2 separate regions of the Mus musculus genome follow, and region 1 is linked to region 2. Evidence: chromatin contacts called from public HiChIP or PLAC-seq data. All regions are on one chromosome and are shown on one strand. The core of a region is the stretch at or near the end of the contact, and the rest is flanking DNA. Distances in the headings are between cores, read along the strand shown. Region 1 holds the start of Wdfy2 (WD repeat and FYVE domain containing 2). Region 2 holds the start of Rnaseh2b (ribonuclease H2, subunit B).

The links. HiChIP or PLAC-seq counts read pairs in DNA pulled down with a chosen protein or histone mark.
Region 1: an HNF4G HiChIP or PLAC-seq map of pancreatic cancer cells shows a contact between it and region 2. The contact joins the promoter of Wdfy2 here to the promoter of Rnaseh2b in region 2. A contact is called at or near these places in 9 of 39 promoter capture datasets (the 3T3-L1 cell line, 3T3-L1-derived adipocytes, the C10 cell line and 5 more), 4 of 484 Hi-C or Micro-C datasets (cerebellum, erythroblasts, myocytes and 1 more) and 3 of 115 datasets of contacts at active chromatin or transcription factors (cardiomyocytes, extraembryonic endoderm stem cells and pancreatic cancer cells).

What each region holds. Positions count from the first base shown.
Region 1 is chr14:62,836,417-62,842,951 of GRCm38.p6, forward strand. Wdfy2 (WD repeat and FYVE domain containing 2) reads left to right here and starts at 1,274. Exons shown (of 12, transcript NM_175546.4): 1 at 1,274-1,641. The coding sequence starts at 1,505. It overlaps Gm26536 (predicted gene, 26536), which reads right to left and starts at 2,115. Exons shown (of 2, transcript NR_168886.1): 1 at 1,709-2,115; 2 at 485-1,604. It overlaps Mir8098 (microRNA 8098), which reads left to right and starts at 1,305; the gene lies at 1,305-1,441.
Region 2 is chr14:62,330,313-62,336,931 of GRCm38.p6, forward strand. Rnaseh2b (ribonuclease H2, subunit B) reads left to right here and starts at 1,756. Exons shown (of 11, transcript NM_026001.3): 1 at 1,756-1,864. The coding sequence starts at 1,804. It overlaps Gm41173 (a long non-coding RNA gene), which reads right to left and starts at 1,743. Exons shown (of 2, transcript XR_874686.3): 1 at 1,550-1,743; 2 at 1-16.

The sequences.
Region 1 (6,535 bases), core at 24-2,523, 510 kb after region 2:
GGCACACACCTGGCGAACAGACATACATGAACGGAAGACAGCCTTCTGACTGCTTTATTCCTTTCTCTCTCAATTCTGTACAAACACTAGTCTGATTATTTCACGTAAGTGGAATCATAAAATAAACGGTCCTCTATGATTAGTTCCTTTCATTTAGCATTTTGCTTTCAAGGTTCGCCTTGCTTTGCTATGCTAATGGAAATCACAGATATCTAGTACCCCACCGTTTCTTTTGGACCTGACAGTAGCAATGTTTATCCTTTGAAGCAATACTACATTCCCCCCCCCCCAAAAGAGACTGTTTTACATCCCCACCTGAATTGTAAAGGAGTTCCAATTTCCCCATAGCCCAGTCAACATTTTATTCTCCTTATTACAGTCATTCTATATTATATTGTGATTGTATTTATTAACTGTCCGTTGTCACTGGAAAAGCAAAAATGTTCAATTGCTAGGGATTGGAAACAAGACTGGACAAAAAGACTTAGGTTCAAGTGTGAGTCCTTTATTCATAATACAAAGAGAAGATTGATACCATGATCTCTAAACTCCCTCAAAGAAGCTTGTATGAGAGTCTCTTCTTCCTCTACCCTCATATCTCACTAAAACCGGTGGCAGTGTGACCCCGAGAGAAGTCTTGCTCAGCAGGGCTTGCTCTTTAGTTCTCCCTCTTAGATACTACACTATTTCTGCCTCTGACTTGGGCAATAACCCACAGAAGGCGCAGAGTTTCGTTTGCCCACATCTCTCCTGGGCTGAGAAGTGGGCGTTACTGCTTTCTAGAACAAGGACGTCGAGGATGGAGGAAACTACAACCCCCAAGAGTCCACGCGGTGCTGGCAAGAGCCGTTTCTCTACGGCCGACAGCACAGCGCCCTCTCCGGTGTGTTATTGTTAAAACTTAGCGGTGAGTCATCTGCGCGCATGCACACTCACGTCCCAACTAGTTTAGCCTCTATCCTTCCTGCAGGCGCTTTTCCGGTGCGGCTGACGTAGGCTTTTCCCCGCCCCCAGAGTCTGGAGAGGGTGGGGCTCTGGGCACGCGCATTCACAGATTTTTTTTTTTATGAGGGAGGGGACAAAGCTTTGGGTGTGGAAGGGAAAGTAAAGGACTGCGGGGCGCATGCGTCCTGACAGCACTGCGGGCCTCGGTTACTTACGGGCGGCGGGGCGGAAGTGGCTCCTGGACTGACGCACGCGCATTGGCTGCTAGTGCCCATCCTCCGGAAGTGGGTTGGCCGCCTTGCGACAGGGCCCCGCCCCGCCCCGCCCCCTGCTCCCCGCCCCCTACTCTCTTAGGTGGCGCCGGCTTGCGGCTAGTGTGGCGGCGGTGTTGGTTTTGGAAGCCAGAGCGGGCACATTCCCTGGACAGGCGGCAGGGCTATGGTCGCTGGCTCCCAAAGGCCCGCTCCGCTTCGCAGCCCGATCCTGAGCGCAAGCCTGAGCGTTCTCTTCAGCCAAGTCCCCCGGCGCGTTCGGCTGCTCCCCGGGCGCGCCCCCTCCGATGGCGGCGGAGATCCAGCCCCAGCCACTGACCCGCAAGCCGATCCTGCTGCAGCGGGTCGAGGGGTCGCAGGAGGTGGTCAACATGGCGGTGATTGTACCTAAAGAAGAGGGTGTCATCAGCGTCTCGGAGGACAGGTACTGACTGCTTGTCCCCGTGCCGCGCGGAGGTCCGGCCCTGGCTTGGTGGGAGGGTAGACCGCACCTACTGGTTCAGTTCCCAGCGCGGTGGCCTTGGCCTCAGCAACTGGTCCCTGGCGGAGTCCGAGTGGCCCTTGGGTTAACAGTGCAGGAGACACCAGACCTGGTCCAGTTTTGGGGATGGGAAGGGCAGAGGGAGAAGCCGCCCAGCTTTGCAGGTGTTTTAGCTTAAAGGACCCTCCATGCACCGGGATGATTTGGAGGCGCTGCTAGTTGGTCCATTGTTTGGTTACCCAAACGAGAAAGGGAACGTATTTTCTTTCTTCTATACGGTTCACCGAATCTGTGTATCTCCAGGACATCTTTCACCGAACCCAAGGACTTATTAAATTGTGAAGAGAGTAACTTTGGGCTTCTGCGTGTGGCGCCTTCCTTTCCTAAAAGTTTATGTCTTGGAGCTCAAGGGGAAGTGACTGGAAGTTGCAAGGGATCACTTTTGCAGACAACTGCTTGAGTTCCTTCCCTTTGCCTACTTCCTTTCCAAGATTGCTTAATTAGCAGAAGTAGCTCTGGTTCTGCCTTCAGGATTCCCCTTTTGCGCTGTGTTTTTGATTTCCAGAGGAATGCCGCTTGAATATAGGGGATAGGGTAAGATATCTGAAATTACTATTTGGGTAATATCTACAAGCATTTTAAAATCAGTTGTAGCGTGGCAGAGGTATGTAACTGTCTGGGTTCTTAGCTTCAGACAGGCAGTTAGGTTTTCTTATTATAAGTTAGTATCATGCCGAGGTAGAGTTATTCTGTGACTCTTAAAATTGCAAAGATAAAGCAAAAAGTGCTCACTTAAAAAAAAATCGTTTCAGCACCTAATGTAAATTCAAACATTTTTTACTTGATTTGTTTCTTAGGTTCTTGAATATAAAGGAAGAGTGTATTGCATGTGTATATTGCATATCGACCTCTGCATCATTCTTGATATGCATGGCGCCTACTTCATTTCCTATGCAGATCTGTGGGGAAACATTGCGAACATATGCTAATGGCAGTCAGTCCAGGAAGAACTGAAGAAACTGAGTGACGTGGATGTGGGAGCCGTTAGAGATTCATAAAGAAGTCTTATGACAGTGTTTAATTTTTTCCTTTGGTGCAACATGCTTAGACTGCATTAGACTGTTTCTGGGCTTAAAATTTGTCATCAAAGGATTATCTTTCTGGAATATTTTCTATAAAATATATTGAAGGAATATGTTGATAACTTCCCCTTTCCATTACTAGAGATGAGATTGATTCCCGATTTGTAAGCAATTCTTTAGTTCATTAAACTCAATCGGAGGAGGAGGAGAAAGGTTGTCCAGACCTCAGCTCCATGCTATTAGTTTAGAAACGTCTGATTCCCATTTCAATGTATTTTCCTTGAAGGAAACAACTTTAGTGGAGGTAATGTTCCATGTCTAGAGAAGCTAAAGTATATGTGCAGAAAAGTGAAGAGCACGTCTCGGTTCATCGTCGCACAAAGGAAGTGCAGTGCCTAATGATCTCTCACTTCCCTGGTTTGCAGTGTACATAACAGAATTTGTCTTACTGTGGAGTTACCGGGAATCGGGCCCCTGCAGTAATGCTGGGTCCTTGTCTCTGTAAATTTTGTTACTCAGGTTGACAAGTCTCTGCTTCTTCGGGTCAATCAACCATGAATGTAGCTGTTTTAAGGCAGTTTTAGATATGGCTTGCCCTAAAAGAAAGAATTGATCTGTGTTCTTACTTTTCAAAGGCAATGTTAGTGCCGCTTGATATAATGCTAAAGATAGGAAGATGGAGTATTGATTTTCATCAACACTTGCAAAACCATTACCATTAGCTGCTTTGCCAGTTCGTTACTGAACCATGAGGGTCAGCTACAAATAGTGCGCTGTAGCATTTTACTTAGGAAATCCTAGTTCCCTTTCTCCGTTCAGACTCATTGGAGCCTTTATCTGCACCTTTGAGAAAGCTTAATATTTTTGTTTTAAGCAGTGATATACCTATGTTATGTCTGTTTTGTCTTCTGTGAGGCCTCTAGGAAGCGTTGTGTCCTTTACTGACTAAGGAGCTACATAGTACCTGGCACACAGGAGTCCCTCATTACTTGTTTTATCAGTGACTGATGTAGGACCTCCCTCCACCCCATTTCTAAGAATCCAGTACTTAACTATTCTGGATTCATTGATGTTTGCTGAGTGAGTATTTGGATGACTTGTGAAAACCTTATGTAGACAAGTAGACCTTCGTGGGGGAAGTATTGGACTAGGTGGCCTTAGACACGTTCAAACTGAGAATTCAAGCATTGCTTCAGTCATCCCAGCAGACAGTAAAGTTTCTAGTGTGTTCTCATCGTGTGTGTGTGTGTGTGTGTGTGTGTGTGTGTGCGCGCGCACGTGCGCGCGCGTGTGCATTTGTGCGAATGGGTGACAGCGATGTTAATGACCAAGTCTTTTCAAGGTGCTTACATAGTTGAGTAGCAGAAATTTTAGAGTATAGGTTTTGTTTTGTGTATGTGTGTGGTGCTAGGGATGGAACTCTGAAGTCTGGACATGCTAGGTAAGCACTCTCTACCCCTGAGTCACACCCCCTGGCCGAGAATATTATGTAATAAAACCGTTACATTTAAGATAGAGTGTTGAAAAGAGAACTTTCTGGTGGGGAAGAGTGACTGGGCTCCAGCCCCTGTTGTTCTCCTTTCCTCTGGAGGATTGTTACACTTGCCGTACGTTTTCCTTCCCGGGCTTCTCTCACTAGCAAGCTGGTGGTTCTCAAATCTTCAAGCTAAAGAGTAGGTTTCACGTTCACTGTGGCACAGTTGGGACAACTTGGCACTTTACTTGATATCGAAGGAAGAAACAGAAAATAAGAAAGCTGTCTGCCCTGGTGGAGAACCTGTTCCCACAACTCGCTGACCTTGCAGAGCCTTTGGTTGTAACTAGGTTCCAGTTACAAAGGCTCCACCAAATTGTGGGATCTAAGGTCCCTCGCTTCCCTGCTTCTTTTCAGGCTGCCCTTTCTAGGCTAATGGTTTTCAGTGGTCCTTGTGTAAGAGCTTCATCCAGCTTGGGGAGCTGGCTCAGTGGTTAAGGGCACTTGCTGTTCTTGCAGAGGACCCTGGTTTGATTCTCAGCACCCACATGGTGGCTCTCTACCGCCTATAACTCCTGTTCCAGTGGAGAAATGGATCTGGTGCACATACATATATGCAGGCAAAACACTAATGCATACATACAAAATAAAAATAAATAGCCAGTCAGTGGTGGTGCATGCCTTTAATCCCAGCAGTCGGGAGCCAGAGGCAGGCAAATCTCTGAGTTTTGAGGCCAGCCCAGTCTAGAAGGAGTTTCAGGACAGCCAGGGCTACACAGAGAAACTCTGTCTTGAAAAACCAAACTAAATATTGAAAAAGAGGAGAAAAGTAGGTTGAAAAAAGAGCACCATCACAGACCTATGCGCTCTGTTTTGATCAAGACTTTGTAATTTACAAGGGATGTTTTGTTTAGTAGAATCTTAGGTGAAGAAAGCCCAGGTATGACCCAGCCCTGTCAGATGTTTATCTTTGGTCTAGGTTAGGTTTCTATGGCTGTAATAAAGACCACAACCCAAAGCAGCTTGGGGAAGATCGGGTTTATTTGAAGCATGAAGTCAGGACTAGGACCTAGAGGTAGCACTTAAAGCAGAGGCCATGGGGGAATGCTGCTTACTGGCTTGCTCTCTCCAAAGCTTGCTCAACCTGCTTCCTTACACAGCTCAGGACCTGCCCACAGGCATCACATGCACAGTGGGCTGGGCCCTTCACACCAACCATTAATTAAGAAAATGCCATCACAGAGTTGCCCACAGGCCAGACTGGTGGAGGCATTTTATCAATTGAGGATCTCTTTTCCCAGATGACTGTAGCCTGTGTCAAGTTGACAAACTACTCAGCACCCCTTCCTATGTTCATTATATACACACTTTAACCCAAGACAGCTCTCTTACCATACAGAGTCTCTGTGGTTAGGAGCAAGGTTAAGACTGGAGCAGCCTATGCTGGTCACTCTGCTCTGAGTATTGCCATACTGCAGGGAATGTGGAGGACGAGTGGCTCTAGAGGAGTAACTAAAGCCACAAAGGGAAGAAAAAAAAGTTACAGAAACTCCTGGGTACAAACATTTGGAATTCGTTTTCTGGATAAAATGACTTGTGGACACGGGTGGGCACGGAAGCCTAGTGAGAGGGAGCCTGAGGGAGGGTGGTCTGGTTTGATCCCTGCTAAAACACTATGCCGAAAGTGCCTTGGGGAGGAAAGGCTTGATTTGGTCCAATCACAGCCCTTTATCCTGGGAAGTGAGGTGCGAGCTCCAGACTCTAACTGAAGCTGAGCTCACTGGCTTGTTGAGCTGTTTTCTGACACAGCTAAGGACCACCTGCCTTGGGATGGTTCTACTCACAATGGGTTAAGCCCCTCCCTATCAATCTTTAGTTAGGAAGATGCCTTTAGACAAGTCTCTAGGCCAGTCTGATAGAAGCAGTTCCTCAATTGAGGTTTCCATTCCCCAGTTGACCTTAGTTTGTGTCAAGTTGACCCAAACCAACTAGCACAGAGAGTTTAGGGACTGGAAAGGGGACCTTGGGGAACTCCCTCCAACTTTGACCATCAAGAGGCAGCTTTTTCAGCTGCTTCCCTTAGGGTAGAACTCAAGAATAATAAGGGTCAGATTTACTTCTCTGTAGCAGGAAATCTGATGCCCAGTGGCTTGTACAAAGGACTTTGTCAGTTCCTTAAGTGAACTCCTGACTCTGAGTTGTAATTGCTCAGAGTTTCCCCTAAACCGATACTTAAAACTGAGCCTCAGAGAAACTTAGCAGCTCGCCTTAGGCTGGAATA
Region 2 (6,619 bases), core at 506-3,005:
AAACGTGTAATTCTGCCTGGTGGACAAGAACAAAAGGAACACTAGTGTACTTAAATAGTTCAGGCAATATCTTTGCTGAGTAAATCTCCCATTTGCCCAAGCAAGGGACCAGACCTGCCGTCTCTTGTGTCTGTTTAAACTTTCCAAAGTGTAACCTGGGGCTGGAGCCTGAAAGATTTATGTGAAATGCATAAGCCTAAAATGTAAGCTAACAACATCTTCTCTATAAGGCCTCCTCCCTGAGCATTAGACACACACACACACACACACACACACACACTATCATTAAAAACCATTTCCATTATTAATCCCTCAGTGTGCAGTGATTTCTCTGTGGCTGGGCATGGGAATCCTGTTAATCCTCTGTGTACTGAACCACCTTGATGGTCCAATTGAGTCAAAATTCTTAATTCTCAGCCAGCATGAAACGCAAAGCCAGTCCTAGGGGGACCCCTTTCCCTCCAGAGTCCTCTTCTGTCTTTGTATCCTGACTCATCTTCCTGACTCTTATCCACAGCCAGGGGAGACTAGCACAGGAATAGAGCTGTACTGGGTAAAGCAGTTCTCACTGTGGCCAAGTGCTGGGACAGTTGCTGCACAAATGACACTGATCTTGCTTTTGTCTGAGAGAATCACGAAATGTCCCTGCGTGGCCTTATTTTTTCGTGGTCTTACAATGGTCTGGTCAGAGGTGGGTATTATATATATATTTTTTTTAATTAGGTATTTTCTTCATTTACATTTCAAGTGCTATCCCAAAAGTCCCCCATACCACCCCCCCCTACCCACTCACTCCCACTTCTTGGCCCTGGTGTTCCCCTGTACTGAGGCATATAAAGTTTACAAGACCAAGGGGCCTCTCTTCCCAATGATGGCCGACTAGGCCATCTTCTGCTACATATGCAGCTAGAGACATGAGCTCTGGGGGTACTGGTTAGTTCATATTGTTGTTCAGAGGTGGGTATTTTTAAGGGCTTCATGCCTCAGGAGGGAATCTCAGCCTATGTTTTAAGATCCAGACCAACTTCTGGTTGCTCTATGTAATTTCTCAAAAGCTTTGACCACCTTTATAACTCAGACCTCCACATTTATGTTGCCTGTGTCTCACATTGCTCCCTCTACAAAAACAAAATACAAAGTGCCACTAGACTGGATAACAAAAGACATAAAGTGCATAGTCTGCCTAGAAAGAACACTTCAGAACAAGCTTCCTGATCGGCAGCTGGCCCTTTGAGAGAATCCCCTCTCCACCTCCCTAGTCAGGGCTTAATTGTTTTCTCTATAGCCCCGAGGTGAGCCCTAGGCAACAAGACACCACTTTTGCTCACAACCATTCTAGCACTTGGGAGGTTCCTGATCCAGTATTCAAAGCCAGCCAGGGCGGCATACTTTGAAGGTCAGTCCCCGCTGGGTGGTGGACCTTGTGTCAAAACCAAACCACACCCAAACTAAGTCTCGTTAATACTCTAAAGATTTATCCTAAATAACAAATTCGTATGTTGAACTCCAAATTATAAGCATAATTTGGGTTGTATCTTTAAAAAATTACCTTAACTATCAAATTGGCCCACAGCCAATTTGAAGGCTGCTCGCCCGCATTAGGAACCTCAATGTATGAAATACACGCACGAGCAGCGCCCGTAGAATGAGAGTGAGAAAAACGAGGAGCTCCACACCCTCCACTGACAGCAGGGCCCGCGCAGATTTCAAAAAAGGAAGCCGAGCGGGCGGGCCCGGAAATGGAGGCAGGCTGGTGGCCCCGGTTGGCGGGCCCCTCGGCGCCACTTCCGGCAGGGCGCGACCATGGCCGGAGGTCGGGACCGCGGGGACTTGGCGGCCAGGCAGCTAGTGTTCCTACTTCCAGGTAAACGCGGGAGGCGCGTGGGCCTAGGTCGCTGGTGGCGGCAGCGGCAGCGCGGGTTTTTTTTTTTTCCCAGGCCAGCACCGGTCCGCAAGGTCCTAGCGAGCGCGGACCCGGATTCGGTGCCCCGCGCTTTGCTAAGCATCCTGGTCACGTGTCACAACACGCGGGAAAACTCCAAACCCGGAAGCGACGGCAGCGTTTGCGCGGATTCCCTGGGGCGGGTCCAGCCACTCGGCCTGCGGCGGGCAGCGGGGGTCCCGGGACTCTGCTGTCCCCTGGGAGTTACTGGATCTCTGTAGCTCAGCGTCTAGAATCTTACCAGCTCCAAACCAGAGGTCGCAGTAGTCCCATGCTGAGCCGCTCTGCTGCTCTGGAAAGGCAAGGGTGGCCAGGCATAAGGGAGCCTGGATGGGGTTTATGTGAGCGTGGTTTGAAACAATTCCAGGACATGGTGACAGTCAAAAATCCCAGAACCAGGCCACTCAGTGTCCCTGTAGATGATGACCAGCTATCAGGGCATGTGGTGGCATGCGACAGCCATTGCCATATGAGGAGGGCAAGTGAAATAAATTTGGGTTAGGGAATGCAAGCCAGAAACACTCTGTCATTTTACAATGATACATTTGATGTTAGAATACGCGTGAAGAAGGAAACTTCCCAGTCACTTTAATTTTGAGTTTTAGTTTAGCAAATGCAGAGCATTTTTACAGCAAATATATTTCACCAGGGTATAGATATCCAGTGATGATAATTTTTATAATCTTTATGTAACGACCTGACACTTACTTTGGATACACAGCTTCTCTCCTGTGTAAAAAGTTAAACACATTCAAGTGTATGGATTTTGGGTTTGCAGCTCACTCAACTGAACCCTGTATGCTGCTGACCAAGAAGAGTAGCTTTCCAGCTAGCAGCTCATACACCCGTCTTCTAGAGAACCCCAGGCTTTCTGTCATCAAATTAGTTTTGCCTGCTTGGACCCCTGTGACTTTTGTATCTGTCTTCCTTCCCTCCGTACCACGTCTGCCAGATCCATCCATGGCTGTTCCATGGGTTTTGTTGGCTGGTTCTTAAAAATTGCTTCTGGTTTGCTGTATGCATATCAATGCTACTACTCTCCGGAGGATGGATGGCATTAGGTGTTCCTCCTGGTTTGCACCTAGTAGGAGTTACACCTCTGGCAGCATTCTTTTGAGGCTGTTGGTGGACATTGGCATTCATTTCTTCGGAGTGTCTGTATCCTGGAGTGGAAGCTGCTTTTGGGTGCTTGTTGGGTTAGCTTTAGTTCTGCAGAATGGTTTTCTGAAGTGGTTGATACGGCTTCGTCCTGACTCCAGCTGCCTATGATGAGTCCAGTTAAGCCGTAACCTCACTGATAGTGCTTGGTAAAGCAGCTAGTGAGAATTCCTGGTGTTGGTGAGCCATCAGAAGGCTAGCTGAACACCTTAGTTTAGCTGGGAGAGGGGAGAGCCTCCTTTCACCCTTCTGTTACATCAGTATATTTGATTTTTGTAGTAGGATCCCTAATCATTCTTTTTGCAATCAAACATGTTAATACTATATAGTAGTTTGCAATAATTTGAGGGGTTTTGTTTTGTTTTGTTGGCTGTTTCACTGACATTAATTTCCTTCTTAAAGTGTGTCATAATCGTACCAAGCACAAAACTGAAAAGACTCGATGTTGAATGCATCCCTCAAAGAGAAAGGTGTAGTAGATCTACTGGGAGGGAGGGGTGAGACGCATTGCCACCTGGTTTCTGTTCAAAGCTGAGGTGTCTGTCCTCTCACCTTTTTTTACCCTTCAGGCAAGGTGCTCTCTCACCTACTCATTAGGCTGATAGTGGTTGAGGGTTCTAAAACTTAAAACTTGGGCTTCCTGACTTCTGCTCTTCCAGGTGGCCTTTAGTGCCACCTGCAGGCTCTAAGGGTCCAAACACGTTTGATAGCAGCTATGGGGTCTGCCCTCCAATGTAAGGGCACCGGCCTCCTGGGAGTGAGACTTCATTTGTGAAGGTTCTGAGCTAGTCTGTCCTGGGCTAAGACCCAAAAATATGCTTGCTCTTCTAGTAAAGACTCAAGCACCGTTACTGGCTGGTCTAATACCCCCCGGAACTGCTGTATCGAGGACCAGCCTGGGGAGCTGGGGTCCTGGGTAACCGCACCTGAGGCTTGACTGCTTGAGGGTTCACTGTTCTGAAAGTGAGCAGAGCTTGTATACATTCAGGGCACAGGCAGCTAACCTTGGCTTGACATTTAATTTACATTCAAGTTGCCTCTGGTATGTCCCGAAGGTTACATCTTAAAGTTGATTACAGGGTACTTCTCAGTTTTGTTTTGTTAAGTTGAAGCCTCCTAGACAAAGGAAAGCTGGAACTCAGAGAGTGGACTGTGCTAGCTTCCTTTTCACAGACAAGCTGGGGTGTTGCAGCAAGGTGGAATGGGTCTTTGCATCTGGAATGAGCATACTGCACCTCCGATGTAATTGGGAATGCTACACTGCTGTTTAATTACTCTAAGACCAGTTACTTTGGGAACATGTTATAAGGTTCCAGAAGGTCATATTCTTAATACTGGTTTTCTTTTGTCAATCTGTTGTACACTTGTCTGGTCTACTGAGCTGGGCCAGTTGTGAGAGTTAGTCAGGAGCACATCAGCTCACTAGAGTAGGCAGGAGACTGCCTGCGGCTGTTGGGGAAGACTGTTAACAGGATTCACCTCCCAGGAAATGTGTACATTGAAAACCCTAGAGTTCTGGGGGCGGGGGGGGGGGGAGAGATGAAAATCACGTAGGACTCTTGTATATAGGCCCACATAGCTTGAGTAAAAACGTCCTTAATCAGCACCACCCACTCCTACCTCCACCCCACCCTCCCACCCGTGAGTGAAGAAGTTTCCAGATCGAACTGGGCTTTAGAGCCAGTCCTCAGTTCTGTTGAGTTCCCTCTGGGTACTGCAGAGCTCCAAAGGAAGCTTCCTTGTTTGTCATTTCCACAGGCAACCCAGATGTAATGGCCAGTTTGTTTGGAGGATAAAGGACAGGTAGCCTTTGGGGAGTCCCTGCCTGCCATCCTAGCCATTCGCGGGCAGTAGCTTTTCAGCCTGGGGCATCGTGATGACCACAAATGACATCTAAATACAAAACAAAGCAAGAATTAAAACTATTCTAAGAATTCCCATTTTAGAATTATGTTTTCATTAAAAAGATTTAAAAAAAAAGAATCAGTTATGGAAGGGAAAGCTAGTTTTCCTGTTTCATGATGGAGGACCTTTGCGTTAGCATTATTTCTGACTAATGGCTTTGTAAAACCGAAGAAACCGATCTTTGTTGGGGGTTGGAGGCAAGAAAGAAAGAAAAGTGTGAAATACAGGGCAAAGGAGGGGCTCCTCTAGGCTTTGTCAGGGACCCTAGGAAACAAATGACTTTTTCCTCTTCCCCAAGGGTTGGCACATGAACTCAGGGTAGAAATAGAAGTGGGCCTTTCTCCCTTTGTGTGCACACATGTTTGCGTTTAGAAACAAGCCTGTAGGTTGAAAGCTGCCCTTGCCTTGGCAGGTAGTAGAGAACCTGGCCACTCCATGTGTGGCCTTGAGAATACGTCTGCTCAGCTTCTTGGAAGATTGCTCATCATTTCCTGCAGGCCATTTCTGGGTTGTCCAGCATGGCTCACATTTAACATTTTCCACACGAGTGAACCTGGCTTTGTCTTTATACAGCGTTTCTTGGTGGGGCCCCGCTGACCTTTCTCAGATGGCTGTAGGATCTGCTTCTGACTGTGGAGCACGTTCAGGAGTGATGGATGGAATCCGTCAGTTGGCAGTGGGTAATCTGTTGGTGTAATCTTGTCCTCTTAGTAATCATTCCAAGAGATGTGGAACAATAAGCAACAACTTATGGCTCCCACAGATTTATCCCCTAGGGCAGAGTAAAAAACTCATAAAGGAAAGTAAGCCATGGTCTTAGAATTTGAATAGCATCCTGGGGACAGCAAAGGTGGTCACACCATGGAGCTTTACCAGGGATGTTAAGCAACTGCTCAGTGAGTGTTGTCTGAGGCCTGGCTGTAATGAAGGACACCTGGAAGGTGTGTTGTGTGGTTTGTGTGCTTTATCAGCTGTGTCCTTGGACAAATTGCTGCCTTCGTGCAGAGTCTGTCTTCCTCATTTCTACAGTGGGAGAGCGAGCCAGTCTGGTGGGCTCGTGTTAACTTCCACGCTCTGTCCACCTTAAGCAGGGCCAAAGAACACCCCAGTTCCATTTCTTCTTGCGCTGTTTTCCCTAACACTGTCTTTGCTCTTGTGCCCAATTCTACTCTGGCTTCAAGGTTCCACTTTATTTCCCACAAGGCCAAGTTATGTGCACTCGCCCACCTTTACTTTCTCTGAATGCTGGTGGCTTTTTATCTATCTGCAATCCTGTCTCCGCTTTCTCTGCGTGTGGAACTCCTGAAACCCATCTTCAAGGTAACCTCTCCACGGAAGCCTTCTCGTTGGGCCTTTCCTATTAGTGGGACCTTTTCTACTGCTGTGGGTGTGATTACCAGTTTTGTATAAATAATTAGGTGTTGAGCAATCCAGGAGCTGCAGGGAATCCAGGTTTAAGGTTTTTAGAACTTCCTTTGTGCTGAAGTTGAAAGGGATGGGCATGTGAAGAAGTCTAAGCTGCATGGTGTCCAGTCCCCCCATGAAGAAGCTGGCTGGTGCCTGAGCTCTCTCACACTAGAGCAAACTCTCATGAGGGTCTATGTTTGCTAAGAC